Linked DNA regions of Mus musculus: region 1 is linked to region 2. The links are chromatin contacts, called in public promoter capture Hi-C maps. All regions are on one chromosome and are shown on one strand. The core of a region is the stretch at or near the end of the contact, and the rest is flanking DNA. Distances in the headings are between cores, read along the strand shown. Region 1 holds the start of Cdhr5 (cadherin-related family member 5). Region 2 holds the start of Ptdss2 (phosphatidylserine synthase 2).

Region 1 (6,225 bases), core at 967-3,466, 150 kb after region 2:
TCTGATGACCCATCATTCATTCATTCCTTTTCTTATCTGTTTCATTATTCTTATCTTATTCATTCAGTCAGTCAGTCATTCTTTCCCTTTCATTCCACAGCTCTGATGGCAGCAATAATGTGGTGGCCTGTGAGCTACTGTTCTAGGAGGAACGTAGACTGTAAAAACAAGTTTTAGAGTGTGGCCACATGTGTGTGGTGGGTGGGCTGAAGAGAAATGATGACAATCCCAGGGCCACAACCAGCAACGCATCGAAGGGAGAAAAACAGCCTCTCGCGGCTTCAGAAACAGGTCTCCAAGAGAAGATCAGAGAAAGGGGCCTTTAGGTTAAAACCAAACAGCTTTATTCCATGAGAGAACCCTTCCTGAGACCCAGGGAGAAACGAACACAGCCAGGTGCTGGAGGACAGAGAGAAAGCTGTTCTTCTCAGGTGTGACAGATACCAAGTCCATGCCTCTCTCTGTCTTCCTGTTTCTGTCTCTGTCTCTCTGTGTATCTGTATGTCTGTGTATGTGTGTGAATTATATTCATGTGTTGAAGGTGGAGCCCAGGGCTTCAAATCATACTAGGCAGATACTCTACCACTGAACTATACCAAAAAAAAAAAATAAGTTTTGTCTTGTTTTGTTTTTTTAATATTACTACCTATTAGAGACGTGGCCCAAGATGTGTGTGGTAACATGTCATGGAGCCAGGTAGGAGTGCAGGGTGTGAGAGTTGCTCATGGTGAAGCAGAAATTATGTGGGGCCTGTTATTTCTTCGAGCTTCCTTTAGTAAAAGGCTTGTGGTGGAGGCTGAGGGATACGATGTATGGGATAGGGTAGCGGGGCAGCATAACGTAGGAGGGTTAAGCATCAAAATGAATTTGCATACCAGATCAGTGTCTGCATGCCCTAGCCTGCCTCACCCACCCACCTGTGCATTTAGCTTTGGAGTCCGGTAAGAAACGTAGAAGTTTCTGTGTGAGGCTGTCTGGGGTTGTGGTTATGACTCTCTAGGGATTCACTATGTGGGGGAAGGAATAGAGAAGGACCAAGGGCACGGAGAGCAAATGGATCTGCGGCAGGGTCAGAAAGGAGACCTGCTGCCCAAGGCCCCGTGGGACTAGAGGTAGGAAGAGTAGGGCTGACTCTAACTGAGGCACAACCGACAATCCCAACAATGTACCTGGGGTGGGGTGACCTCAAAAGGGGCCTAAGTGGCTGGCAGGTGAGGGATGAGAGGCAGACTTAGGGCCTCAGGGTATTGACTTAATCCACAGCTCTAAGTTAGCTGACTTTGAGTCTGGAGCTCAGGGAAGTCTAGGCTGAAAGAAGCAAGCGTGGGAGTGGCCAGGAGAGAGCTGAGGTCATGGGGGAATGGCCTTGGGGTACTCTGACAGAAGGCAGAGGTGATCAGGTACTGGGGTTAACTTACCACCGCATCTCCTCTCTTACACTCCACATCTGCCTGGAGCAATGAGTTTTCCTAAGGATGAAGCCAGGGGCCCTATGAGTCACTTGCCACATAAGGAGCTATGCTGCTCTAGAACGGGAGAGTACGGCTAGGAGAGCAGGTACCGCTCCAGCGCCCCAGTCATCTGTGGGAAATCCTGGGTGTGTGGGGGGGGGCATTTGGCAGCTTTGTCCCCTACGGCCCTCCCCCTCAGTACCAACCAACCGACCACAGGGCCTGAAGGGTTCCTCACTCAGGGGGATAGAGAACCCTCAGCCCCTCCTTCCCTGAATCTTCCCCAGGTTAGGAGGCCCGCCCATGTATGTCTCCATGAAGGCACATTCCATCCAGCCTACAGACTGTACCTCATAATCTGGAGTCACGTTGAGAAACAGATCTTTTCCTTCGATCCTAAAGGCATAAGGAGTGGACAAGGGTCCCAAGGTCACGTGCAGGCCGTCTGGGACAAAAATGTTCACCAGTGGCTCAGAAACAGTGGTGTTCTCCTCGACTCTAAATATGGTCTGGTTCACAGAGCAGACTAGAAAGTTGGAAAGAAGAAGTTGGTTCCTCATCAGAGCTCTGCCACCCACCTGTCCTGCCCCTGCCCGACACATACCCTGGGTCTGGGCCAAGGTCCCCGGAGGTTGGCCAAACAGCACTGTGAGCCATGGCAACAGCAGGGAAGGCCACAGGAGGGCCGGAGCCCCCATGGCGGCAGCTGTCACCTGGAAGAAGGATCCAGCTTGCTTGGTTCCAGGGCTGGTACAATTCCTGCCTTGGCGACCTTCGCCCCTGCCAGGCACCGCCTCATTTTATGACCCTTTACAGATGGCCTCTATCAAGGGGACTCCCGCTGGCCGGCACTAACAGGGGACATGAGGTCATATTTCGGCCTGGACTTCCAGGAAGTTAGCTGGAGACTCAACCCACGGGAACTACACATAAGGTGTATGAAGCTTGAGAACAAGGAGGAGTGGAGAATAGGTGTGGGGAGCCAGGGCAAGGCTCTGGGGCCATAGATCTAAGGAGGCTGAGTCAGGGCTGGGGGCTGAAGCAGGCCTGTGGGATGGAACCATGGGTCTGGGGAGCTGGGGCAGGGCTATGGGGAGCTGGGGCAGGGCTATGGAGAGCTGGGGCAGGGCTATGGAGAGCTGGGGCAGGGCTGTGGGGAACTGGGGCAGGGCTGTAGGGAGCTGAGTCAGGGCTGGGGGCTGAAGCAGGCCTGTGGGATGGAACCATGGGTCTGGGGAGCTGGGGCAGGGCTGTGGGGAGCTGGGGCAGGGCTATGGAGAGCTGGGGCAGGGCTGTGGGGAATGGGGGCAGGGCTGTGGGGAGCTGGGAGCAAGAACAGGCTGAGCCATTGGGTCTACTGTAGCCCTCATTGGGGTGTCCCTCATCTTGTCTCTTTCTCCTCAGTGTTCTCTAGCAAAATCCCTGGAGCTATGTCATGTCGTCTCCCTTCCCTTCCCTCGTCCACTCCCAAGGGAAATGGCTGTGTCCCAGTATGCTCCTGCTGTATGAGAAACACAGCAGTTCCCCCAGGGTAGGGCCTGGCAGAGCCTTGGTTGGTGTTAGGATGCAGATAGAACCTTTCAGCCACAGCTAGGAGCTGGGGTTTGGGGAGCCAGTATCTGATGGAAGACAGGAATCCTGGTGAGGACACAGCCCAGGCCTCCATTAGATATGCTTCCTCTCCTTTTGCCTGTAAGCTCTCAGAGATAGGAAGAAGGCCCTGGGTGGGATCAGGAGGGTCGTAGGGGGTGTTCTGTTGAAAGGGCCTGCACAGCTCTCACTACTGTGGGCCTTTGCAGGGCTGGCTGCTTTAGGTGTCTGAAAACCTTCCCGAGGCTCCAAGCCTCTGCAAAGACTGAGCACTGTCTCACAACCCTTCACTGGTCCTACAGCTGCCTACTGGGAGATGACATCACCGTCAGGCCTCAGGCCTAGACATGTTAGAGCCAGGATGTACTCAGGTCCTCCCACTCATAAGCGGACCCCTATGACCCCGCCTGAGCCTCCTCCTCACCACTTCATTTACCCTGGCCACATGGCTGGACCAGGGTGGGGAGTCCCTGATCCCTAGAAATTTTGCTAAATGGACCACAGGGCAAGGTGGCACTCTAGGGAATTCAGCTGGGAAAAGAGGGGTTCAGCTGATGCCAGAGATAAGAAATGTCCTAGCTGGCTTCTTGGGTTCAAAGGGCAGCTGGGTGTGGTCCTAGCCACTGAATGAGATGGCTGGATCTGTCCACGCCTTCCAGGCTCTCGGAGCAGAGGCGGCCTTCATTTTATCAGACATCACACACCATGAGCTAAAAGACCAGGGTCTAAATTCCTTTTTTATTGATGCCAAGGACAACCAATCCCTACTCCAGCCAGGGTCCTAGAGACTCTTCCTCCCTCATCTGGGTGGCCTGGTTGTTTCAGTCCACTCTGAACGATCAACAGCAGACCTTGGTCCAGGAGGCAGCCAGAGAGACAGGGACCCATCCAGGGACAGCCTGGGCAGAAGCCTGTGGAAGGAGAGGGGACTAGTGAGTGACCATCAGAGTGCGGGTACCCACCTGGCTGGGGCACTTTAGGAATCCAGCTGAGGATGGAAAACTCACCAGTCCTGTAGGGTCTGAGTGTTCGACCACAGCAAGCAGAGCTGGTCCTCTAAGGGCTTGGACCGGGCCAGGCTGTTCTCTGGGATATTTTCTGTGTCCTGCTCGCTGACCCCACCCCCACCCCCACGCCCAAAGTAGAATTAGTGGTGTACAGGGATGTGGCGGGCCTGTCCCATACTAGCCAGTCTGGAAAATTCTACCTAGCGCGGGCTCACCTGCGCTTCCCCACCAGACCCTGCAGCAGGCGCTGCAGCCTGGCACTGTCCTGCAAGCGGCTGAGCTCGCTGGTGAACATTCCGTCTGAGTGTCTTGGGGTCCTGGGGAGGGGTGAAGCCATAAGGGTCAGAAATTGAAGTGTGGGCGTGGCCGGGATGAAACGGATTCCCAACCCTGCTCACCTGGGAGGTGCAGGGAGCGCGGCGGAACTGGAGAGCAGCAGCAGCAACAGCAGTAGCATCGGCGTGGGCAGCGGAGGCTCCATGGTCGGGCTCTGGGTGTGACAAATGCTGCAACTTCAGCCTGAGCCCCGCGCCACCGCTTTATAGCTGCCGGGACCGCCGGCGGCGGTGGGCTCCAGCACCGCCCCGGCTCCGCGCGGCCGGCCCCGCCTCATTGATTGCAGGAAGGTCAGGGCCGCCCACCCAGCTGTCGTCCGGCCACCTCCTGTCCCTACCGCCGTGTTGGCGCCCCTCAACTGCCTTGGGGGGGGAGATTAGAGGAGTAGTGCTACCAAGTAGCGAAATGGACATCTTCATCTGTGTCCAGGGATAGAAAATAGGGGTGGCAGTTCAGGACGGGCAGAGCGAACCGCACTGTGAGACCTCAACTCATCTTGGAGCCTAGCCTAGACCAAGACCTTGCCGCACTCTTGTCTGGAAGGAGCTGTAGGTGTCTTGAGGAGCCTAGGGCAGGCAGACGACTGAGAGGAAAGGAAGACCAGTGTCCTAGCGCTCCTGCTGAAGCCAGGGCAGGGTAGACTACTGCAGATAACCACCTTAAGGGCAGCTCAGCACCAGAAACAAAATGGGAATCCTCGTAGGCCTGGGGTTGCATTTTTGGATGGAAGGAGACAGTTTATTTGAATTGGTAGCAGAAAATGGAGATAGGTTAGAATAAAAGAAACGCAGGTGGGTAGAGGTTGTAAAGGAGTTGGGGCGGGGAGCTATGGATGGGGATTGAAGACAAATAGGCTTGCAGAACATCTTCATACTTGGAGTCCCCGACCTTAGTGGTAGCAGTACGCACCAAGACCTGAGTTCAACCCAGCACCGAAACTCAAATCAAAAAAGATAACCCTTGGGGCTGGAGAGATGGCTCAGAGGTTAAGAGCACTGACTGCTCTTCCAAAGGTCCCGAGTTCAATTCCCAGCAACCACATGGTGGCTCACAACCATCTGTAATAAGATCTGACGCCCTCTTCTGGTGTGTCTGAAGACAGCTACAGTGTACTTACATATAATAAATAAATAAATATTTAAAAAAAAAAAAAAAAGATAACCCTTAATATCAAATTACAAACCCAGAGAACTGTTAGGAGCTAACTCTCAGATAAAAATCATATGGTTTTGTTTTTTTTTAATTTTTTTTATTAGGTATTTTCCTCGTTTACATTTTCAATGCTATCCCATAGGTCCCCCATATCCACCCCCCTCAATCCCCTACCCACCCACTCCCCCTTTTTGGCCCTGGTGTTCCCCTGTACTGGGGCATCTAAAGTTGGCAAGTTCAATGGGCCTCTCTTTGCAGTGATGGCCGACTAGGCCGTCTTTTGATACATATGCAGCTAGAGTAAAGAGCTCTGGGGTACTGGTTAGTTCATATTGTTGTTTGGTTTTGTTATTAGGAATTGTTTCTTTTTGTTTTTTTTGGGGAGACGGAGTATTTAGCTCACGTTGCCTTTGATCTCACTATGTAGCCCAAGTTGGCCTGGACCCTCAACAGCAGAGATTGCAAATCTGAGCCACCAAGACCAGCTCTGTTTGCAGTTTGGGAGGAGGGGTTTGGCAGCTTGGGACTTCTTTGCTTTGCATTTTTGAGACAAGGTCTCATATACCCCAGGCTGGCCAGGAATTTGTTACATAGCTTAGGATAACCTTGAACTTCACATCTTCCTGCCAGTACCTCTGGGGTACTGGTATTACAGGAGTGTGGCAACATGGCCTAGTTTTACAGGGTGC
Region 2 (6,922 bases), core at 118-2,617:
AGGTAAGGAGGGTGAAGAAGAAACCAAGAGTCTGCCATCTTATTGTTTATTTGTTTGTTTGTTTCAAGATAGAGTTTTTCTTTGTAGCCTTTGTTTTCTAGGATCTCATTATGTAGACCAGGCTGCCCCAAACTCACAAAGATCTTCCTGCCTCTGCCTCCTGAGTACTGGGATTAAAGGTGTGGGCCACCGCTACCCGGCTGAATTTTGTCATCTTCAATATCCAATAGGCTCTCTCTTCTCTGTCTGCCTATCAGGGAATCTATCTAACTCCTAATCTCACGTGAAGGATAACCACAGACTCCCTGATATATATACCTCCACCTCAAAGTGCTGGGATTGCAGGCTGGTGGCACCACAAGCCAACACATCTGAGAAAACTGAAGAAGGACCCACACTCTCAGACAAGAAGCCCATTCCCTACCTCTGGCAAAATGTAAGTACTCTCAGCAACTAACCATACCAGTTTCAACTATCCAACTTGACTGGTCCTGCTAATTTAGTCATTAATTTTTATTTACGTTAAAGTTTGAGACAGAGTCTAGCCTTGGCTGATCTAGAGCTCACAGTGTGTAGACTTGGATGGCTTCAAACACATATAGATCTTCCTGCCTCTGATACCTGAGTGCTAGGATTAAAGGACTATGCCATCATGTCTGGCAATAATTTATCTAATTTATCTATCTATCTACATCTATTTATTAGTGTATAAGTGTTTTGGTTGAGTGTATGCATCTATACACCAACTGTATACAGTGCCCTAGATACTAGAAGAGGGCATTGGAGCCACTGCTGCTATGTGAGAGTGGAAACTGAACTCCATCCTCTAGAAGGTCAGGCAGTGATCTTAACTGCTAAGCCATTTCTCTATCACTATTTCATCTTATTTATTTATTCATTCATTCATTCATTTTCGAGACGGTTTCGCTGTGTAGTTCTGGCTGTCCTTGAACTCACTCTGTAGACCAGGCTGGCCTTGAACTCAGAGACCCGCCTGCCTCTGCCTCCCAAGTGCTGGGATTAAAGGCATGGGCCACCAGTGCCCGGCGCCTCCTTTTTTTTTTAATTCAAGGTTTGAATAACTCAGGCTGTCCTTGGATTCGTTCAATCCTCCTGCCTCAGCTTCCGGAGTTTAGTTTGCTTGGCAGGGCTGTCTACCACAACAGTTTAGGTTGAGTCTCTTTTGCGTCCCTATCCCCAGAGATTATATGTCTTCGGAACTTTATCAACACCAGCCAGTGCCAGCCGGCTTGTACAGTCTCTGTCAGGCGGAGCACGCGGCCGGTCTCCTAGCAACCGGACCGCGTCCCTCCCACCGGGCAGTTTAGGGCTTTCCAGCGCCCAGCATGCCCTGCGGCCCGGCGCGCACTACGCGTCCCACAATGCCTCACGGCCCCGCCCCACTCCCGCGGAGACCCCGCCGGGCAGCACTGCGACCCCAGCCCACCGCCTGCAGCCTACTGGGCTGCGCAGGCCGGGCGCCATGCGGAGGGGCGAGCGCAGAGTCGCCGGAGGCTCGGGATCTGAGTCTCCGCTGCTCAAGGGCCGCCGCAGCACCGAGTCTGAAGTCTACGACGATGGCACTAACACCTTCTTTTGGTGAGGGTCTCCCCGCGTCGGGGCAGGAGTTTGGGACAGACAGTTTAGATTGGAATCGGGAACCGTCAGGGCCTGGATCAGCCAGGGGAGCGCCTCACTCCCTCCGGCCCTCGTGGAACCCCCCGTGGTCGTCTCCGTATGAGATGTCGAGTGTTTTTTCGGATCGGAGGAGCCCCGGGATGAGCTCTGGAAGGCCTGGCCACTACATATTAGTGACTTTTCAGGTTTCCCTTTCTGGGGGATAGCTGTTGTTCCCCTGCTCTTCACCCGTAACGTTGCCCTGAACTGGCCTGGTGGGCATGGCATATCTGTATGGTAGATTTTCCTCACAGCTACCCTTTTCAGTGACCCTTGCTTGCACAACTCAACCTCTGACAAGTTTTGGGGTCAGGTTGCCCCGTCTGCCTTTCGTGGAGTTGAGTGCGTAGGAATTGCAGGTGTTTTGCTTCTTTGAAGGACCATGCCACCGCCCTGGCTGACCAGGTGTAATCCCATGACCTTGGGCTAACCCTTCACCTTTCCTTGTTTGTGAGAAGGAGCACGCTTCATGAGAGGAATGGCTTTGCTTTTATTTCAGGCAGCCAAGTTTCTACCCACCTATGCGACACTGGAGTCCCAGGGTGGGCCCTACAGGCAAGTGACACCCAAGTGCACAGAAACAAATGTGTTCCCACTGGAGGGGATGTTAAGTGGAAGTTGCTCTGAGAGAACAGAGCTGTGGCAGTGTCCAGAACACATTTGATCAGAGAGAATCCTGGTCTGGAAGTGTTAAGATAATTCAGGAGAAGGTGCCATCACACAGATAGGGTCCTCCAAGGGACTCTTGTGTATGTCAGCTTGTATCTCTGGCTTGCAAGTGGGAGTGGTAACTGAGGCACTGGTGAGATACAGTTGAAATAGCAGGAAAGTGGGTTGGGTGTGGGAGATAGCTTTGCATCTGGACCTTATACTATTAGCACCTTCCCTGGGTTATGGACAGCTTCTGCAGTGAGAGCCAACCAGAGCTGCTTTTCAATATGATTCCGTCTAATGACTGTGAAAACATTAGAGGGAAAAGAAGCAATCCCAGCACTTGGAAGGCAGAGGCAGGTGGGTCTCTGTGAGTTTGAAGCGAGCCTGGTTTACATAGTGAGTTTCCAGTACAGCCAGACCCTGGAGGGAGCGAGAGAGGGAGAGAGAGAGAGAGCGCGCTTGGAAGCGAGCATGGGGCAGTTGAAGTTGTGGGTATGGTGCCAGAGCTAGTGCCGATGGCCTTCTTTGACCTTTGAGGTCCTTTGGACATTAAAATGGCCTATAAGTCGGGCTGTTGCAACCCCATAAACTAATCTGAAGACTGATCCCATACCCCATTCTTCTTGACTGGACATAATGGCCTCTAACCCCATAACTGACCCCACACCATCTCAGTCATATCCTGGATGACAGGACAAAGAGGAATGATGCTTACAAAATCCCTGACCCACACCTGGTTTTTTGTTTTCATAAACCGTGCACTGCCTTACTTCAGGGCCAAGAGATCTTTGTGGCAGGAGCCTGTTCCTGGTTGCCTACTTAAATAAAGGACTCCAATTGGCCTTACATTCATAGCAGTCCGTGAATTACTCAAGTGGGTTTTTAAACATCAATTCTCTATCAGGTAGCCTCCACCATGGCTCTTGGACAGGAGAGAGGCGGGACTGTCCTTCAGTGCAGGTGACGGCCACTGGACTGAGAATTCTGGAGTGTGTTGCTGGCTTGCCTTTCTTGCTTTATAGTCATTTATTCATTCAGCCATTCTTCAGTGTGTATTTTGGGGACTTTTGCTGAGTGTCATTACTATCTTAGGGGATAATATCAGGAAACTAAACAAGAGCTCTGATTCTGGCACAGACCTGGAACTTTATTTATATAAAGTTTTATTTTGTGTGTATTGATGTTCTGCCTGCATGTGTGTGTATAAAACCTGTATGCAATGCCCCTAGAAGCCAGAAGAGAGTGTTGGGTCCCTTGGAACCATAGTTCCAGACGGGAGCTGCTGAGTCGATGTTAGGGACCCCATCTGGGTCCTCTGGAAGAGTAGCCTGTGTTGTTAACCTCTGAGTCAGGGCTCCAACCCAACCCCCTACCACGGGATCTCACTTTCTTTTCTTTTCTTTTCTTTTCTTTTCTTTTCTTTTCTTTTCTTTTCCTTTCCTTTCCTTTCCTTTCCTTTCCTTTCCTTTCCTTTCTTTCTTTCTTTTTTTTTTTTTTTCCCCAGATGGGGTTTCTCTGTATAGCCCTGGCTGTAATGGAACTCACTTTGTAGACCAGGCTGGACTCGAACTCAGAAATCCACCTGCCTCTGCCTCTGCCTCCCGGGTGCTGGGATTAAAGGCGTGTGTCACCACGCCCGGCTTGGATCTCACTTTCTAACCCACTCCCACCAGCATGGAATCTGTGACAGTTTGAGAATTGGTAGTCTATTCTTGGGTCTTAGAGCATGGTGCTTCTAGTGAGCCATCTAGGAGAGTTGGGGCAGAAATCACCAGTACATCCGTAGCAATAATTTCTGCAGCTTCAGATATAAGTGATCTATCACTGTGGGCTAGGGCTTACCTAGACTTGCCCACATTTAGTAAGCATGATTTGATAATTCATACTCTTTTGACTATCAGATCAACAAGCCAAGAAAGCCAGTGTAACAGGCTAGAAGCCTCTTGAAGACCTGACCTGGGACCGGCCCTGTCCCTTTCTTGGCAACGCCTTCATGGTTCCCTGGTTGGTTCTGGCAGGGTTGCCTTCCTACCCACTCAGCGTGAGGAGCGTGGTCATCTCCAGGGAAGAACAGGAACTGGGTATTTTCCACTCAGAGCAAGGAACCAGTTTGTCCTCATGCCTGCCCCTGGGCAGTAACTGAAGTCCCAAAATTTACATAGGTCAACTCTCATATTGGGCCTAGTCATGGGACTCAGACCATCCCCGTGTCTGTGTATGGTAGGGAGGAGTAGGAGGCAGCGCTGCACAAACCTGACGTTCTGGAAGGAAAAAGATGACCTGTCTTGGCAACCTGTTGTGCCTCCCTCCCTCCATCCCACCCCCCACCTCACCCCCCACATACGTGCGTGTGTGTGTGTGTGTGTGTGTGTGTGTGTGTGTGTATGTAAGTGTGTAAGAGAGAGAGAGAGTTAGACGAGGAGCAACAAGGCAGAGCTCACTCTTGAGCGAGCATTGATTGAACACTCTGAGGTCTTTAGCTGTGAGTCTGTTTGGCTGATGCCCTCCCTCCCATTTCACCGTTTCCAGATCAGGGGAGGCCGGGGGAGGCCAGGTTTTGGTGACTGTGTGAGTAATAGGGTGAACATTGACCTCAAGGGAAAGGTCTATTTATTCAGATATTCCTGGTCTACTGAGAAGAAATAGAAAATAGTACTCCTTTCAAGATCGTAGACAGCCAAGGATGCCCTCAACTTGCTGGCTACTTCAAAAACTGTGAAGATCAGAGCAGTACAGAAACCATGGAGCTAAAGTAATTTCTAAGGTCTTCGGAAATGAGCTGGGGATTAGAGCTTAGTGGCAGAATACTTGTCTAGCATATGTAAGACCAGAGGCCCAGTTCTCATTACCAGAGGGGAAGTTGGGGGAAGCCTTCCACATTTACTGTTAAATGTGACCATATCTACCTGTGTTGGAAGGTAGTACCCCTCTGGTACCCACGGGAATGGTCAGTCAGCTTGGGAGTGCAGGTGAGCCCCGCTCCTGTGCTGGGTGACTAGGTATCACGTGAGTGCTTGGTGATCTCTGCTCTGACACTACCTGTGTGTTTTTGGATTCAGGCGTGCCCACACTTTAACTGTGCTGTTCATCCTCACCTGTGCGCTGGGCTACGTGACTCTCCTAGAAGAAACCCCTCAGGATACAGCCTACAACACCAAGAGGTAACTGCTTCTGTTCAGAGGGTGTGATGTCCTGTGGAGCTCTGGCCAGCCGGGGCTCTGCATTTTCCTTGTGTGTCTGATTGACTGGCTTTCACACCTTCCCCTGAAGCTGTGTGGTATTCCTTGCCCAGGACTGTGGGAACTCGTCACCTTTGAGTGGTAGGGATATTTTGCTTTAGCCTTCAGGGTGACTCCCTCTAGCTGGGGTGCAGAAGCCTTGTGAGATCGACCACATCATCACACCAGCAGCTCCCCTCAGACGTAAGGATTCTCAGATTGTCTGGGATCTAGAGCCACCAGCAGTGAACCCTGTGATGGCACTTACATCCTTGTTGCATTCAGGTTCCGAAGCTAGTCCCTAGCATGTAGGGACAAGTTACTCCAGAGTACTGACAGACTTTTCTGTTGCTCCTCTGGTTCTCTGGGCTGCATGTCTGCCCTGGGAAGGCAGGTCAGTTACTGTTAGTTACTGGTTCTGTGCAGGTCCTGCTTGCTCTGGGAGGGCTAGAGGGGAGGCCCGAGAGACCTAGTGAGGTTTCCAGGCTGCTTTGGTTGCTTTCCCCTGACCTGTGGAATCCCCGTGGTCTTAACACTTCCAGGCTAGAATTTTGTTTTTGAAAACTGGGAGTCTTAGTACTTTGCTCTAAGAATTGAATGGGGTGAATTTGTCTGGACCCTAGGGCTCCCTTCTGCCTTTCTTGTGCAGTACAGGTAACCTCCCTAGCTGTTTCCCAGCTGTTCCTGGCCTATTCTTTACTGCTCAGTGACTTCCAGCTCAGAGTCAGCCTCTCAGGAGTGTTCTCTCTCTCCCCTCTCTCCCCCCTCCCTTTCTCTTTTTCTCGCTCCCCTTCTCCCTCTCCCTCTCTCCCTTTCTCTCCCGAGCTTGGGATAGCTTGTTCCCAGGCCCTGTAGCCCTTCTGGCGATGTCTGCCCTGGCCTATGCTGGTGCTTCCTGCTCATTCTCATCTGCAGGCTGGCCTGCTCCTCCCTCCTTTTTTCGGAAGGCTTCTTTCTACCAGACTCTCAGTCTCAAGTCTCAGGCAAGGTCTATAAGCTCAGCATGCTCTTAAGGAGATGAGTTAACACTGAGAGAGGGACTTGTGCTTCCTGGGCCACCGGGTCAGGTCTACTTTGTCCTTCCTGTCCTGCTGCCGACAGAGGGGTCATCTGCAGATATTGGCCCTTGGGGTATGGAGGCAGTACTCCTCTTTGTGCCTTTATCTGCTCAGAGGGAATTTTCAAGTAGAACTGGGTCTTTAGCAAAGTATGGTTGCTCACACATGTAGACCTAGCACTTGGGAAACTGAGGCAGGAGGATCAGAAGTTTGAGGCCAATCTTGGCTACATGGTGAGTTCAAAAGACCAGCCTGTGTTACATGAGACTCTGTTTCAGAAAAACAAAGGGGACATGGTGGCACACACCTTTCTAG

Evidence for each region. Capture Hi-C pulls out chosen DNA fragments and counts their contacts.
Region 1: a promoter capture Hi-C map of pancreatic islet shows a contact between it and region 2. The contact joins the promoter of Cdhr5 here to the promoter of Ptdss2 in region 2. A contact is called at or near these places in 1 of 115 datasets of contacts at active chromatin or transcription factors (memory CD8 T cells) and 3 of 9 other capture datasets (adipose tissue, liver and pancreatic islet).

What each region holds. Positions count from the first base shown.
Region 1 is chr7:141,274,570-141,280,794 of GRCm38.p6, forward strand. It overlaps Cdhr5 (cadherin-related family member 5), which reads right to left and starts at 2,217. Exons shown (of 15, transcript NM_001114322.1): 1 at 2,056-2,217; 2 at 1,802-1,977; 3 at 1,419-1,469. The coding sequence starts at 2,149. Sct (secretin) reads right to left here and starts at 4,564. Exons shown (of 4, transcript NM_011328.3): 1 at 4,447-4,564; 2 at 4,264-4,365; 3 at 4,049-4,153; 4 at 3,760-3,952. The coding sequence starts at 4,529. The coding sequence ends at 3,841.
Region 2 is chr7:141,129,919-141,136,840 of GRCm38.p6, forward strand. Ptdss2 (phosphatidylserine synthase 2) reads left to right here and starts at 1,368. Exons shown (of 12, transcript NM_013782.4): 1 at 1,368-1,599; 2 at 5,391-5,492. The coding sequence starts at 1,484.